Linked DNA regions of Mus musculus: regions 1 and 3 are each linked to region 2. A link is a contact called in public HiCAR-type and HiChIP or PLAC-seq data. All regions are on one chromosome and are shown on one strand. The core of a region is the stretch at or near the end of the contact, and the rest is flanking DNA. Distances in the headings are between cores, read along the strand shown. Region 1 overlaps Gm11351 (predicted gene 11351). Region 2 has its middle 190 kb from the start of Hdgfl1. Region 3 has its middle 230 kb from the start of Gm11351.

What was found. HiCAR-type assays count read pairs that join an accessible place to other places. HiChIP or PLAC-seq counts read pairs in DNA pulled down with a chosen protein or histone mark.
Region 1: a HiCAR-type map of astrocytes shows a contact between it and region 2, with 4 times the contacts expected there. The contact joins two enhancer-like sites. A contact is called at or near these places in 4 of 484 Hi-C or Micro-C datasets (cerebellum, neural progenitor cells, neural stem cells and 1 more) and 4 of 115 datasets of contacts at active chromatin or transcription factors (astrocytes, neural progenitor cells, oligodendrocyte precursor cells and 1 more).
Region 3: an H3K27ac HiChIP or PLAC-seq map of oligodendrocyte precursor cells shows a contact between it and region 2, with 4 times the contacts expected there. The contact joins two enhancer-like sites. A contact is called at or near these places in 1 of 484 Hi-C or Micro-C datasets (stem cell-derived neural stem cells) and 2 of 115 datasets of contacts at active chromatin or transcription factors (oligodendrocyte precursor cells and stem cell-derived neural progenitor cells).

What each region holds. Positions count from the first base shown.
Region 1 is chr13:25,930,955-25,935,122 of GRCm38.p6, reverse strand. Gm11351 (predicted gene 11351) reads left to right here. Exons shown (of 4, transcript NR_045062.1): 2 at 4,159-4,168. Among named protein-coding and RNA genes, the nearest start is that of Gm11351, 33 kb to the left of the region's middle. Within about 2 kb of position 2,117, at least 52 of the 459 cell types and tissues checked have an H3K27ac peak or open chromatin away from gene starts, as enhancers often do. A contact at or near this core is called in astrocytes, cerebellum, neural progenitor cells and 2 more, where this site is marked.
Region 2 is chr13:26,572,989-26,577,606 of GRCm38.p6, reverse strand. No RefSeq gene overlaps it. Among named protein-coding and RNA genes, the nearest start is that of Hdgfl1, 190 kb to the left of the region's middle. Within about 2 kb of position 1,541, at least 34 of the 459 cell types and tissues checked have an H3K27ac peak or open chromatin away from gene starts, as enhancers often do. A contact at or near this core is called in astrocytes, cerebellum, neural progenitor cells and 3 more, where this site is marked.
Region 3 is chr13:25,736,534-25,741,021 of GRCm38.p6, reverse strand. No RefSeq gene overlaps it. Among named protein-coding and RNA genes, the nearest start is that of Gm11351, 230 kb to the left of the region's middle. Within about 2 kb of position 2,226, at least 26 of the 459 cell types and tissues checked have an H3K27ac peak or open chromatin away from gene starts, as enhancers often do. A contact at or near this core is called in oligodendrocyte precursor cells and stem cell-derived neural stem cells, where this site is marked.

The DNA.
Region 1 (4,168 bases), core at 868-3,367, 640 kb after region 2:
TAATCAATGAGCGAAAATCACAAAATCTCTAAGTGAAAACTGAAAAGTACAGGACTCTGCCTCTGGGAGCAATTATAGTAGCAGAATAATTAATTGTAGCGCTTTTGTTTTGTTATGATTTATAATGTCTGAAGCTAGGTAGTAATACAAGCCTTGAGATAGGATGGGACCATTGCAGCCTTTCCTCTTTAGACAATACTACAGGAGAATTGAGGGAGAAAGCTATTTAGAATTGCTGGTGCATGCTGAGCCTAGAAATCCATCTACTTTGTATAATACTTACTTGAATATTTACCTAAGCAAGCAGCTCACATTTTCTGGAATGTACTTCTTACTTCCTGCATTAGAGCGGCCAAATCTTCCCTATGTCCTTTCACATTGCATTACCCATTAAATACTAGAAATTGGCACCTCAATAGTATGCCCCATGATTGTTCGGTAAAACTGGTCCATATTCTCTATATGATAAAGTTATACATATCATTTCAAAGATTGTCCTTCAATTCAATATATGATATTATACCAAATCCCATGCCTTTAAGTTGTCATCTATATTGGTTCCTGTCTGCTGTAGGTAAGTATAATATCATATATTGAATTGATTTCCCATTTGTGTTCTTGAATGAATGATCTAAAAGTCTGGTCTTTGCTTCACAGTGCTACCGCTGAGTTTTCTTTTCTGAGCCCTAGAAGGTCTGGAAGCATCAATGACACAGGATAAGGCAAGTGAGGTACATTTGTTACATGGAAAGGCTAGTTGTAATGTTTCTCAGAGTAGAATGATGCAGAGGCTCGAGGAAGACAGAAGGTGGCCATAGCAACACTCCTGCCCATGCCCTCCTTCTGATCAAAGTTAATGAGTTGTAATCAAGTCAGATAAGTGAGTAGCTAACTAATTTAAAAGGAATAAAAAGAAAAAAAAAGGTTTCACAGTTCTTTCCAAGTAGGAAAATACATCTACTTAAAGCACTGCAATATGTCCAAGAAACTGTCAGCACCGATTATTAGGCCAGCTTCTCAAGACTTGACCCTTTGTCTGGGAGTCCACAGATGACCTTGAGCTCCCTGGAAAGGCAGTATCTATAAATAATGCATTAATCATTTTCACATGTGGGCCAAGTAAAAAATTCATATCTGCCCGTGGCTTTGAGTTGTTCTTTAGGATGCTGCTTAGGTTTTCTCTGTGGCAACCTTTAAGAGATGATTGCAGAATTTGCTGGAAATGGGAGCATAGTGTGGGCCTGTGCATTCCAACAGGAAGCTGGAGCTGTGCTTAGGAGTAGGGAAAGGCCGTGGCTGCAACATTCAATTTAAGAGTGACACATTTGTTTCAGTATATGCATTTTGTGTTTTTACTGCTTTGGTAACAGCATGAATTATCACCAGTAAGAGTGGAGCCTTCTTTTGCAAGTAGACCTCAGATAGGACATTCTAGAGGCCTGAGAACATTTCACGGACACAGAATCTGTCTCTTTCTAGCTCACCAATACAGATTTAAATTTTACACAAACAGTCCAAAGGGGCCTACTCATGTCAGGAGACTTTCGTTTGGTTTATAGTTCTGTTTCCAGTATCTTACTTACTGTTAATGAGCAATACTTAATGCGGCTCTGAGCATGCATCTGACTGTTGAATGTCTAGGAAATCCAGATTAATGTTGTATAAAGCACAGAGTCAATCTGCTAGCAAAGCACGGGATTTGAGAAAAAAAAAACTGGCCTGGCTGGATTCCTCCTGCCTCCTACTCCCTCCAAAATCTCCAAAATACATTTTTATCATCTCATTTAAGCTTAGACCTTGGGCCTCAACAAGCCTCTTTTGGTAATTAAACTATGCCTGAAAAAGAATAACAAACAAAGAAATGAATCAGAGACCTTCCTCTACCACCAAGAAAAACCCACCATGCCTGAAGTTTTCAATATTGTTTAAAATATTTATTTCCTGATCATTTTAATTGTATATCAGCTTTTCTGAATGAGCCTTGTACAAAATAAAGGGATTTTATTTGCATCTTTTATTCTCTATTGCTATGGACAAGAAAAGATTATGCCAGAAGAGAAAGGGGGAGGGGAAGACAAAAAGGGACTCTGAAACTGGGCTATTACTGCCATCTAGTGTGCAGACTGGCTGTCCAGAGGGGATGAGAGTGTCTTTGAGACAATACAATTCGAGTTTGCAGAGGATAGAGTCAGGGATGAGAGCACTTCCTCCAAGAAATACTCTCCAAGCTAGTGTCTTTCACCATGTAATGAACTCTTTTGCCATAGAGCTTTGAGTATATGGCTGAACAATATGAAGCACCCTATTTCTTCCAGCAAAAACTGGAAGAACCCCAGCCAGGTCTAAAGGCATGTTATTTCTGAGAATTTGTGTACTAGCTGCAGATGTTGGTAAGCAGGGGTAATGATTTATGCAGATGCCTGTAACCTTTGAATTGGGTCCAGATAGCCAAGTGTCCTCTGCCTTCTGCAAGGAAGGCCTTCTTTCCAAGAGCAGGGCAGGCAGTTTTGATGACTTCTTAGTCCTTTTCAAGTCTGTGGTTCTAAGTGATGCAAATAGTATTTGCTGCTCATGAGCCTACTTTCTCTGTTGCTGATAGAAATTCCACTAGGCTGAGACTCACTGTGTGAGAGTCTAAACATTAAACCTCTTCACAGGACCAGAGGCAGGGTGGCATCTCACAGGTGTTTCATATATTCCCTCCTTCGTGTGGTGCGATTATACAAAATCCACAGGGATTCTCTCACTTCAAAGTCCCTGCCAGTTCTGGCATGGATTCATTCTGGTACCGGCTAAAGACACTGCAGCTGAAATCAAATCAAGCTCGACTTCTTTAATTCACCTCAGAGCAATGCTATATCCACTGACTGCAATTCTCACTAACCCTAATACCTCACACCTTCCCATCCAGCAGGGGTTTGTTACCTTAAAAGCAAACAACTTCAGTGCTCTGGCTATATTCATAAACGATGGCTTCAAAACTCAAAAGGCAGAGACCTGCTGAGATAATGAAAGCTAATTTAGAGACTCATAAGCACAAAAAAAAAAATCTAAGCTCAGAGGAATTTTAAGTCATTACCTGTGTCAGCATAACCTAGAACTGCTGGCTTTTTTTTTTTTCCCTGTTTTCAATGTAGCCTGTAGCTTCAGGTATCTAGAATGAAAAATTAGCTCTGTCTGTCTCACAAAGGTACCATTATAGGACAAATGTGCCACTTACTATATCCATGGTGGAAAAGAAAGTGATGACATCACAGTAAGAAGGGCAGGAGCTCCAACATTTTAGGGAACCTGTAGATGGAAAAGTATACATGACAGCCAAGGACATGGCTTAGTGGCCAAAGTGCCTACCATAAAAAGCAGGTATGGAAAGCAGAGTTGGATCCTCAAACACACTTGAAAGGCAGGCAGGCAGGATGACACTTAGATTCCCAGCAATCTGGGGGGTTGGAGGGGAGGTGGAGTCAGAGTGCTAGAGACCATCTAGGTAACCAAGCAGCACAATCTGTAAGCTCTGGGCTCAACAAGAGACCCACTCAGTGAATGCAAAGGAGAGTGAGGAAGACGTCAGATATTAACTCTGGAGCCTCCACACAGTTGAATACACCTGTACACCTCTCTTTCTCTCTCTCTCTCTCTCTCTCTCTCTCTCTCTGTGTGTGTGTGTGTGTGTGTGTGTGTGTGTGTATGTGCGTGCGTGCACACATGCATGTGTGCATATGCACACAGAATACACATGAGAAGTCAGGAAGACAAAAAATGTTCATTATTATCTGTAGATTCCTCAGAACATTGTAGCTCTCTGTGTTTGTGAGCAAAATTCAGATGAATTTTCTACTGTTATTTCCATTCTCTGAAAAGTGAAAAAGCAAGAGGGGTTAATGTGTATTTGATAGCATGGGTGAAAACCGAGGATTGGATTTAATGGCTCTGGATCTTACTAATGAGTATGTTATAGAGATTACATTGCTTCACATTTGGTAAGAAAATGGGAGAAAAAAAAACTAATTTAACTGTAAGTCTTAGGTGCACATAAGCCAGAGACCTGCCCATTGTTTAGATTCAGGGCACTGAAACTGGAAATCTGAAGGCAAATCTATTGATTCATCATTAAGCCTGGTTCAGAGGTGAGTAACATTTTCATCTTATTTTCTGTAGGATTAATGTC
Region 2 (4,618 bases), core at 292-2,791:
TGGAAGACAGAAACTTTGGAAAAGATGTTAGCAGCATATCCTGCTCTATAACTCATGCATTTGCTTTCACGTGTGAATTCTAGCCTAGAGTGTATTTTTATATATGGATTATCAGGTGTAAATATAGATATAGTCTAGAACTTGGAAAGGAGACAAGGGAGGATAGTATTAGTTCATGGGGCAGGATAGAATCTAGGCAATAATTCTGGAATCCAAGTAACATGTTGCGCATAGATATGTGGGGTGATGTCATTCTCAAAGAGGCTTACGACTCTGTTTGTGAGCACAGCAGCTTTAGTTTTTGTGTTCTACTTAACAGTAGGTCATTGGGCTTTGGGCAGGATACACCACTAGCTTCTATTGAAAACATCTCAAACAGTAATGCTAAGGCTGAAAGTACATTAACAACATATATGTGACCTGACCTAATCTTTTGATATAAGTTGATCTTTAATGATTAAGAAATTACCAGAAAGGAACAAAATTAACTCTATTGATGGGCGATGACTTACAGCATTTTGTTTTCTAATGCTAAGTCTTAATGCTACACTGATAAGAACTGTAAAGACAGGCATGATGGTCAGCTGGGGCTCTGCCTTGTTCCAAGTTAACATATGTTGCTTTTAGAGCCTGTACAGACACTGTTTTATTTGGCCTCTTATCTCAGGATGGTTGACAGTGGAGGGGTTCTAAAATATACTGGAAACTGACTCACTCCTGACACACCTGCTATAACTTGAGTTCTGATCCACAGCAAAGAATTGGTGTTTGTTTTGTTCATTTTTTTTTTTTTGAGATACCCTTAAAGAGCAAACTCTTAAAAGGAAAGACAATCCCATTTCCAACACGTGTCTTTGGCCTAATGGGCTTTCAAATATAAAGTAAAATTCTGTTAACATGGACAGATATGGATCTTTTACCTGTTACCCATTTTCTTCTTATGTTACATTAAAGAGGAAGGAAAATATTGGAGAGAAGAGAAAGAAGAAAGGAAGGAAGAGAGAACACTTCAGGAGTTCCCTTCCAGAAGTTACCCAAGTACACTTATAAAAGCAAAATGCATGTTCAGATCAACTTGAATTTGCATAAATTAGCATGCTGCCCTTTGTCAATTTGGTAGTTCTGTTGCTCCCTCTGCCAGGAATGCACTAAGTGCTGGAAAAATGACAGAAATGACTCCAGCCTTACAAAGCAATGGTTCAAACCAACAAAGAGCCCCTACCCTGAATGTTTAACACTCAAAAAACGAGCACCACTAAGTGGCATCCAGTTTCTATTATCCATACAGCTGTCTTGATGTTTCCTTCTGCATCGAACAGTTATAAATTGGCTAAATGTCCCAGGCTTTGGACTATATAGTAGAAGATAGGTCAAAGCATGAAAGAGGGTAGTCAGATTCAGAGAGAAAAGCAAAGAAAAAGCCTCAACAGAGCTGTCATTATTTTCTCTTGCCAACTGGCTTTCAGAAACCTCTGACATCCTTGGTCAGATGCTGAGCATGTGATGTGGCATCACCATGGCTGGCACCCTTCACAGAGTGGGCCTCTACTGTGCAGGTGCTCCTGTTCCCAAGGGTCTTCCAAGAAGCAAGCTCCTCTCTAAAGGGATTGCACACAGTTGCCTCTTAGTTTAAATGGGACACTTATGGAAACACAGGATGCCTTGTTGCTAAACTTAGTAGCTCCTGTTGCTGCCTGTACCCTGATTTGCAAATGAGAGAAGCAGATGCAAGTGATACAGGCTTCCTAGTTCTTGTCTTACTGCTTATTTAAACTAGTGCCCACAATGATATATGAGATGAGGTGACAAGACAGAACAATGACATCCCAAATGTCTGGATCATAGTTATAACGGCTATGTATTATCTAGCAGTTGGTGTTGAAGCTCATCCACCCCAAGACAAACTCAGTAATGACCAGTCACACCCACAAACAGTAAGGAATCTAGTATTTACAAGCTGGTTTCACTGAGACCAACTGCTTTGACTGTTCTTAAGTCAGACCCTTTCATCGAAGTGTATCAACTTGTTTCCTTACCAATCATTCATCTTCTTGAAATTGGAATCATTTTCTTAGAGAAACCTAAGAATCAAATGAGATAAAATGTGCTTAAGATCTTTACAAGTAAAGTGACCGTTCGTGATCTTCTCGGTGGCCACAGATTTGGCTTTCTTTGGATAAACTATAAATCATATTCTTTCAACTCCTTCAGACTTCATCCTGTTGACATACAGTCAGAATTACAGAGTGAGAGTCTAGAATCCTGCTCTAGGATCCATTCTACCTTGTGGTTTGAGTAGAGACACTGCATCCAGTAACTCTCAGTCCCCATTTTATTTTAGCCATTTTGGTTTTCTTTCTACATTTTTAAAACATTGTCATGGATCCTGTTTTGATAAGAGGGTAGATCTGAGGAGTCTGTGTCTCCCCTTTGGTGCCTATTATAGTTGTGTGTGCTTTAAAATTTTACTAAATATGAGAAACATTTTAAAAATTGAAAGTAAAATGTGACCTGCCCCAGGCTTCTACTAGCACAAGGACCCTCATTAATATTCTAATTGAGTGTCTTGAGCTTTAAATAGCATTTGGTCTTCGAGCTCTTGCCTGAGAATCTATAATGCATGTGTCTTACAGCCTGGATATGACTGGAATCCTTTCTATTTATACCTTCCTGTTCCTAGCAAACCACTTCCCATGATTCATTTTTATTGGCAATCAAACAAGCGCTGTACTAATGGCATGTAGAATTTAATCAATTAATGGAGTTCAATAGGCCATTTCCACTTGCAATATTTAGAGAGGTTAATTTTGCAAACACTCGACTACTCTAGAAGACTCCATAGCAACTTAACTTCCAGTATATCCTTATGCTCACTGGATTGAACAAGGAAAAACTGAGAAAGATGGAGTCTTTGTTCCACACAATATTCTTGGACACACTGCTAATTCTCTACTGACTTAGAATCTTTATCTTAGATTTATAGTCCCAGGAAGTTTTCAAAAAATGTGTTGCTGTCAGCAATGTTAATATTGTGACAGTATTTATCACATATGCCTTCTCCTTTTGTTTTTAAACTGTCCACTCTCCCTCTTAGATCCCTGAGAAGAAATTACTTATGACAAAATTATCCAAAGATAAAATGATATTAATCCAACTATAAATGTAACAAAAAGGCAATTGAGGAAAGGAAGTCTTTCTCTAGTATTTCTGTCTGCTTTGTCTGTCCTTTGAGCTGTGTGTGTGTGTGTGTGTGTGTGTGTGTGTGTAACCATTTACATAACCATTTGAGAGATTAGGAGAGATAATATTCAATCAGTTTTCAGAGGTTTCTCACTTTGGCATTTGGATTGCTGATTAACTTGCCCTGATGAATTTACTTGCCACCTCTGTTTTGGGGGGTGATTTATATAAATAGAGGAATAGTCACATCAACATTGTTAACAAAGGAGACCTTAATTGAGTATAAATTACTCATTCATAGCAAAAGTCAGCTACATGGCTCCCTTTACCATTCTACATTTGTAGCATTAGTTCAATTTAATATATTTCATTTCCACTGGATACAAAACTTTCCCATGCCACAAAAACACCTGGAAGGTTTGATAACTTGGGCCAATTCCTCAAGTTTGCTATTCAGTAAGTCTAGGATGGAGTTCAAGTATTTGTAGTTATGGAAAGTTCCATGGTAGTGCTGATGCTGCAGCCTAGAGACTTAGGAATCACGATTCTATGGCATAAAAGAGGAGGGGTAGATCTCAGCAGAGGGGGAAAAACAAGAAGGTAACTAAATGTACAGAACACAAAAAAATAAAGTCTAGGGGAAGGGATGGGTGCTATCAAGAAAGGAGGAGGGGAACAGAGGTGAATGAGAGCAAAGTATAAAGACAAATGCATATGAGGCCCTCTTACTTTGAAGGATAACTTTTAAAATTAATTAGAAAACAGAACAACTATTAATATAGAATTTCATTTTAACATTGGTAATATATTTTATTGAGATAATCTGTAAACTTATATGGTCTCTTATGAATGACACATCTTCATGCCAAGGCACTTTACATAAAAAGCAGCTGGACTTTTGTATTGATTTAGCTTACAGAATATAACAGAGGCCACAATCTAGTACCAATTCCAGGAAAAAAAATGTGGCCTGATGATGTTACTATCTTTTGTGAAAGCATCGACCACTGTTAAATTAAGCATCTGGAAACCATTGTGTGTAAGTTCAAAGTCTTCCATGGAGAAGCAAAGTGGAAGAGAAGTAGGGAACTCAGCTACTATGGGGAGTTCAGGTCTGGCAAACATCTCCAGCAAGTTTCCTCTCAGCCCTTCAATAAAAACAGTTTTATTTCTTATCAGATGATTTCAGATGGGGCATAGAAATCTTCTGAGTGAACTCTTGCTGTTAAGAAATATATTTATTTTTATGCCAATAATTTGTGCAGCTGTTAAAGCTGCAACAGAAAATAAAATTTAAAATTAAAATCTTCAGGTGGAGATTGAAAGCAAGAAGAAACATATATCCATATATCCATACACACATACATGCATATATATATATATATATATATATATATATATATACATAAAATAATTGAACTTGGGGATTGGTAATAGG
Region 3 (4,488 bases), core at 977-3,476, 840 kb after region 2:
CCAGGGCTATACAGAGGAACCCTGTCTCGAAAAAACAAAAAGAGAGAGAGAGAGACAGAGACAGAGACAGAGACTTTGTGGAAGAGCCAAGGAAGTAGCTCAGCTGGCAGGAGGTTTCCTTAGCCACATGAATATAATTCCAATACTCAGGAGGTAGAAGAGAAAGACTGAGAACTCAAGATAATCCTCAGACATGTACTATGTTTGGGGTCAAACTAGGATTCACAAGACCATATTTGAAAAAACAAAACAGACAAACAAACCAAGAAAAAACAAACAAACAAAAAAAGGAAAATAGAAAAAAGTACATTGCTTCACAAATAAACAACATTCTATGTGCAACTGTGTGTGAGAGAGATCTGTAATAAAATACAGCTAATTGTGAAGATTCTCATCTTCTTCTTCACAGTTGTTTTAATCCTCTTATGGTAAACATGGTGTTTTCACAATTGGAAATACATAATTCTGGGTAAAATAATGACTAGCAGGAGTAAAGACTAAGCCATCTCTATTGAATAGTGTGAGCTATGCCTTTAAATGTGGAGTCATGACACACAAAGGGGTTTCCATAGGCTACCTTGCTGTTTTCTCTGTTAAGAGAACAACTCTGCACTGAGCCTTCTCAGTTTATTTTTCCATTTCTTCTCTCCAGAACATTCTTCCACTTGTTTATTCCTGTGTACTTTGAGACCTACATCACATGCCTTCTTCTTGGTACACTGTATATTAGTGTACCTTCAGGATAGGTACTGTATCAGGCTGGATCAGATTGATGATATCATTGAAAGAGATTCCATGGGCTAATCTAATGCACAAAGCAGCTGCTTTCTGTGAAGAAAGAACAAAGGAGTGAATACATAAAGGTTTGGAGAGAAGTAAAAGAAGACTAAGGATCTAACTTCCAATGAACAATGATAAATAGTAAGGCTCTGGTGCTGAAGATATCATGTACTTTGTTTATAAGACACAAGAGTCCAGTGATAACTGAGTTATATCTCTCCCCTCTTTTCTACTGATTCAGTGAATATACTATGTAGGCTGCCAAGAAAGAAAGTTTATTAATGCTCTCATCCAGCTATACAGCATGATTGATCCAGTAGTGACCTGCCAGGGCAATATGCTCACAGACGCAAGAGGGGCATGACTATATTGGGGAACACCAAGAACTTTGTGGTTGGATTGGATGCCCACTCCACAGCAGGGAATATGCATCTGGTATTAATATTAACTTGTTGAAAAGACTGTAGCTTGGAGGTACTGGGCCCAAGTGGTAACATACAGCCGTTGTTTCCCTACATGGTCAGGTTGTTGAGCTTCCTTCTAAGTTTTTTGTTCATACCTGTACATTAGTAGTGCTCTCAGAATGGAGCAGAGAAGTGTCTTTTGGCAGAAGGCACAGGTAATGCAGAGCCTTATATCTGGGTCAAAGTGTTGAGAATAAATGTGTCTTGAGTGTTCTGCTCTACACAAGAAATCTATACTCTCCCCACAAAACGATTGCAGAACAATGTGGACAAGGAAACAAAGAGAATATAAGAGGTAAAGGCTGGGCAGGAGTGCCATGAAATGCTATTTAGATACAATACAGAATAGACTTTGCACTCATGAAAAACAGAAGCAAAACAAGACCGGACCCTTCAACACTTCATCATGAATAAAGAAAGTGACATGAGGCTCCATCTCTTCCTGAAGAGCCACTAACTGTTTATAGTTACTGTGAGAAGGAATGGCATTCTTTCCAGTGCTATAGCCACTGTGAGACTACATGGAAATAAGAAGTTCAAAGATAAAGCCAGGGAATAATCAATAGAGGGTAAGAGAGAGGAGAATTTCATATATATTTCTTCTCTCATATATATTATATATACAAATATATATATATATATATATATGTGTGTGTGTGTGTGTGTGTGTGTGTGTGTGTGTGTGTGCTATAAATAGTTTCATAAACTATTTATAACATATAAAACAAAAACTAAACAAAAACAAGAAAAATGACCAACAACCAAGAATGAAGGAAATGTAATTTAAAACTATATCCTTAGTCAACTGTGCTGGGTTTTGGCATTCCAGGGGAACTCTCATGTATCTGTGAGGGGCTGGGGTTCAAGGAGCAATCATATTTAAGACAATTGGCATTCAGCCCTGGCGAGGAGCTCAGACAGAAGGCCCACTGTTGAGCCAGCCAGCCATCGAACCTTGTGCTGAGCATGATCTGGATTAAGAGTGTGCATGGTTGCTTGTCACAAATGTTTTATTGTGTGTCTGGGCAAGTCATTCTCACTTGTTAAGGAACAGGCAGGGTTTTGTTCCCCATGGGCTTAAAATAAACCAGAAATTCAGAGAGGTTCAAGGTGGGAGGGAGCAGGCAGAGTGGTCCTGCTGAGAGTTTATTTTTGTTTGCCTGGCTCCTTAGCTTTTAGAATTAGCAACTTCCCGGAGAGTTTTTAGTTTAAGGTCTTCATCAGCTCAGTCTTACAGAGCCATTTATATTGATAATTTAAAAAGTAAATTTACATGAGAAACTGACTTGTTATTTTGCGGTACTTGTCATCTTGTTAAACTGAATTGCCTAAACCAACACATTTTGATTCAGATCATCATACAATGGGCTGAATGAAGACAGTTGAATTGGTGAGAGAGAAAAATCTCTCACCTATAGTTATTTTTCATTTTTTTTCTTTTTGTCCATCCTTCATTCAGAAAATGTTAGAATTTCACAGATGCAATTATTTTGAAAAATTACTGTCTCAATGAAAGCTATATGGAATAATGATGGGTCATGTGTTTCTTCCCCAACTGTCCATTTCCCTTCTTCCCTTCCCATCATCACTATCTACCACCTACTCTAAGGATGATCTGATGGAAAAACCCTTCACATAGTCAGGAATGCTAGGTTCTGGCCCTGGCTGTGGCTTTCCTCAGCTGCTGTGTATATTTGTACAAATTACTTCTTCTCTTTGAATGGCAAACTCCTTATCGAATCTTTAAGAGTAAGCGCCTTCTTATGACAAGGGTATTGTTGTCACTCAAAGTGATAACCCTTGAGACCACTTTTGGATACTTGTAAGGCCTTTATATAGCTGTAAAGGTAGCTGACAAGATACAGTGAACAGATCACAGGCACATGCGAGCATATGCACACACACACACACACACACACACACACACTCACACACACTGACCCTGCTCTCTGCCTCTGGGCATAGTAAAACAACATCTGGGAGACAACACAGGAATGTTTAAAATTCCCCATGGCTTTTAGGACAATCATAGTATCCAAGGCCTAGTTTAAGCTAGAAAGACAACAGAAGGCTGTGGAAGAGGAGAGTTGACTTCATTGGATTTACTTAACTATGAGCAGGTGTCTGCCAGTGAGGATATAGATGTTAGCAAAGGGGTAGAGAAGGTGAGGAGAGCTGCTAGTACTTTCTGTGCTCTGGATCACCTACTAGTATAGTATATAAGAGGCGCGTGCATGCCCAGAACTGTAATAGACTGTGTTTCTATGAGCTACAGAAGGACAGAGGGACTGAACTAAGAGAGATACTCATTCGTCCCAAGCCACTAGGCTTGACTAGGTTTCCAGGAATCACCATCACCAACAGCCAATGACAGTGATCAAAACATGAGGTCAGTGTTAACTGCCAAGCTCCAGATGGAAACACAAAGCCCAAACATAACAAAAGGGTCACACACACACTTGATGTTAGAAGGAGCTATAATGACTGGGGGAGGAGGAACTTAGAGCAGAAAGCAAAGGCAGAAATCTAGCTTAGAGCTTTCTACTGAGGAACAGAAGCTCCTGCTTTGAAATTAGCAGAAAAAGGAAAAAACTATCTTAAAATCTACTATCTATCTATCTATCCATCTATCTATCTATCTATCTATCTATCTATCTATCTATCTATCTATCTATCTATCTGTCTGTCAATGCATTCATCTATCCATCCTCTGTGTGTGTGTGTGTGTGTGTGTGTGTGTGTGTGTGTGTATGTTTGCATGTATGTCTGTGTGAGTGAAGGTGCATATGTGTCACATCACATGCAGGCATCAGAGTACAACTTCAGGTGTCTCTTATCACTTCCCACTTGGAGACATGGGCTCTTGCTGTTTCCTGCTGTGTTTATCAAGATGGTTTGTCAAGAACCACCAACTTTCAAGAATTCTGTCTCCACCTCTCACTGGGATTAAAATCTTTTACCAGTGTATCCAGGCTTTTGTGGGTCCTGAAGACTATGAACATGTGTCCTCATGTGAGCATCACAAGTATTTTAGCCCCTAGGACACCTCTCCAACCAGCATTCCTTCCTTATATACCATGTTCAACATTTTTACATTGGTTTTAGGCATTGAGCTCAGATCTTTGTGCTCACAGAGTAAAGGCAAATGCTGTACTGAGTGAAAACTAGGACATTTAATAATGATTTCAGTGAATGCATTCTGTTTACAAAATCAGTTGTTTGGGGATTACAAGCAGTCAGTGTG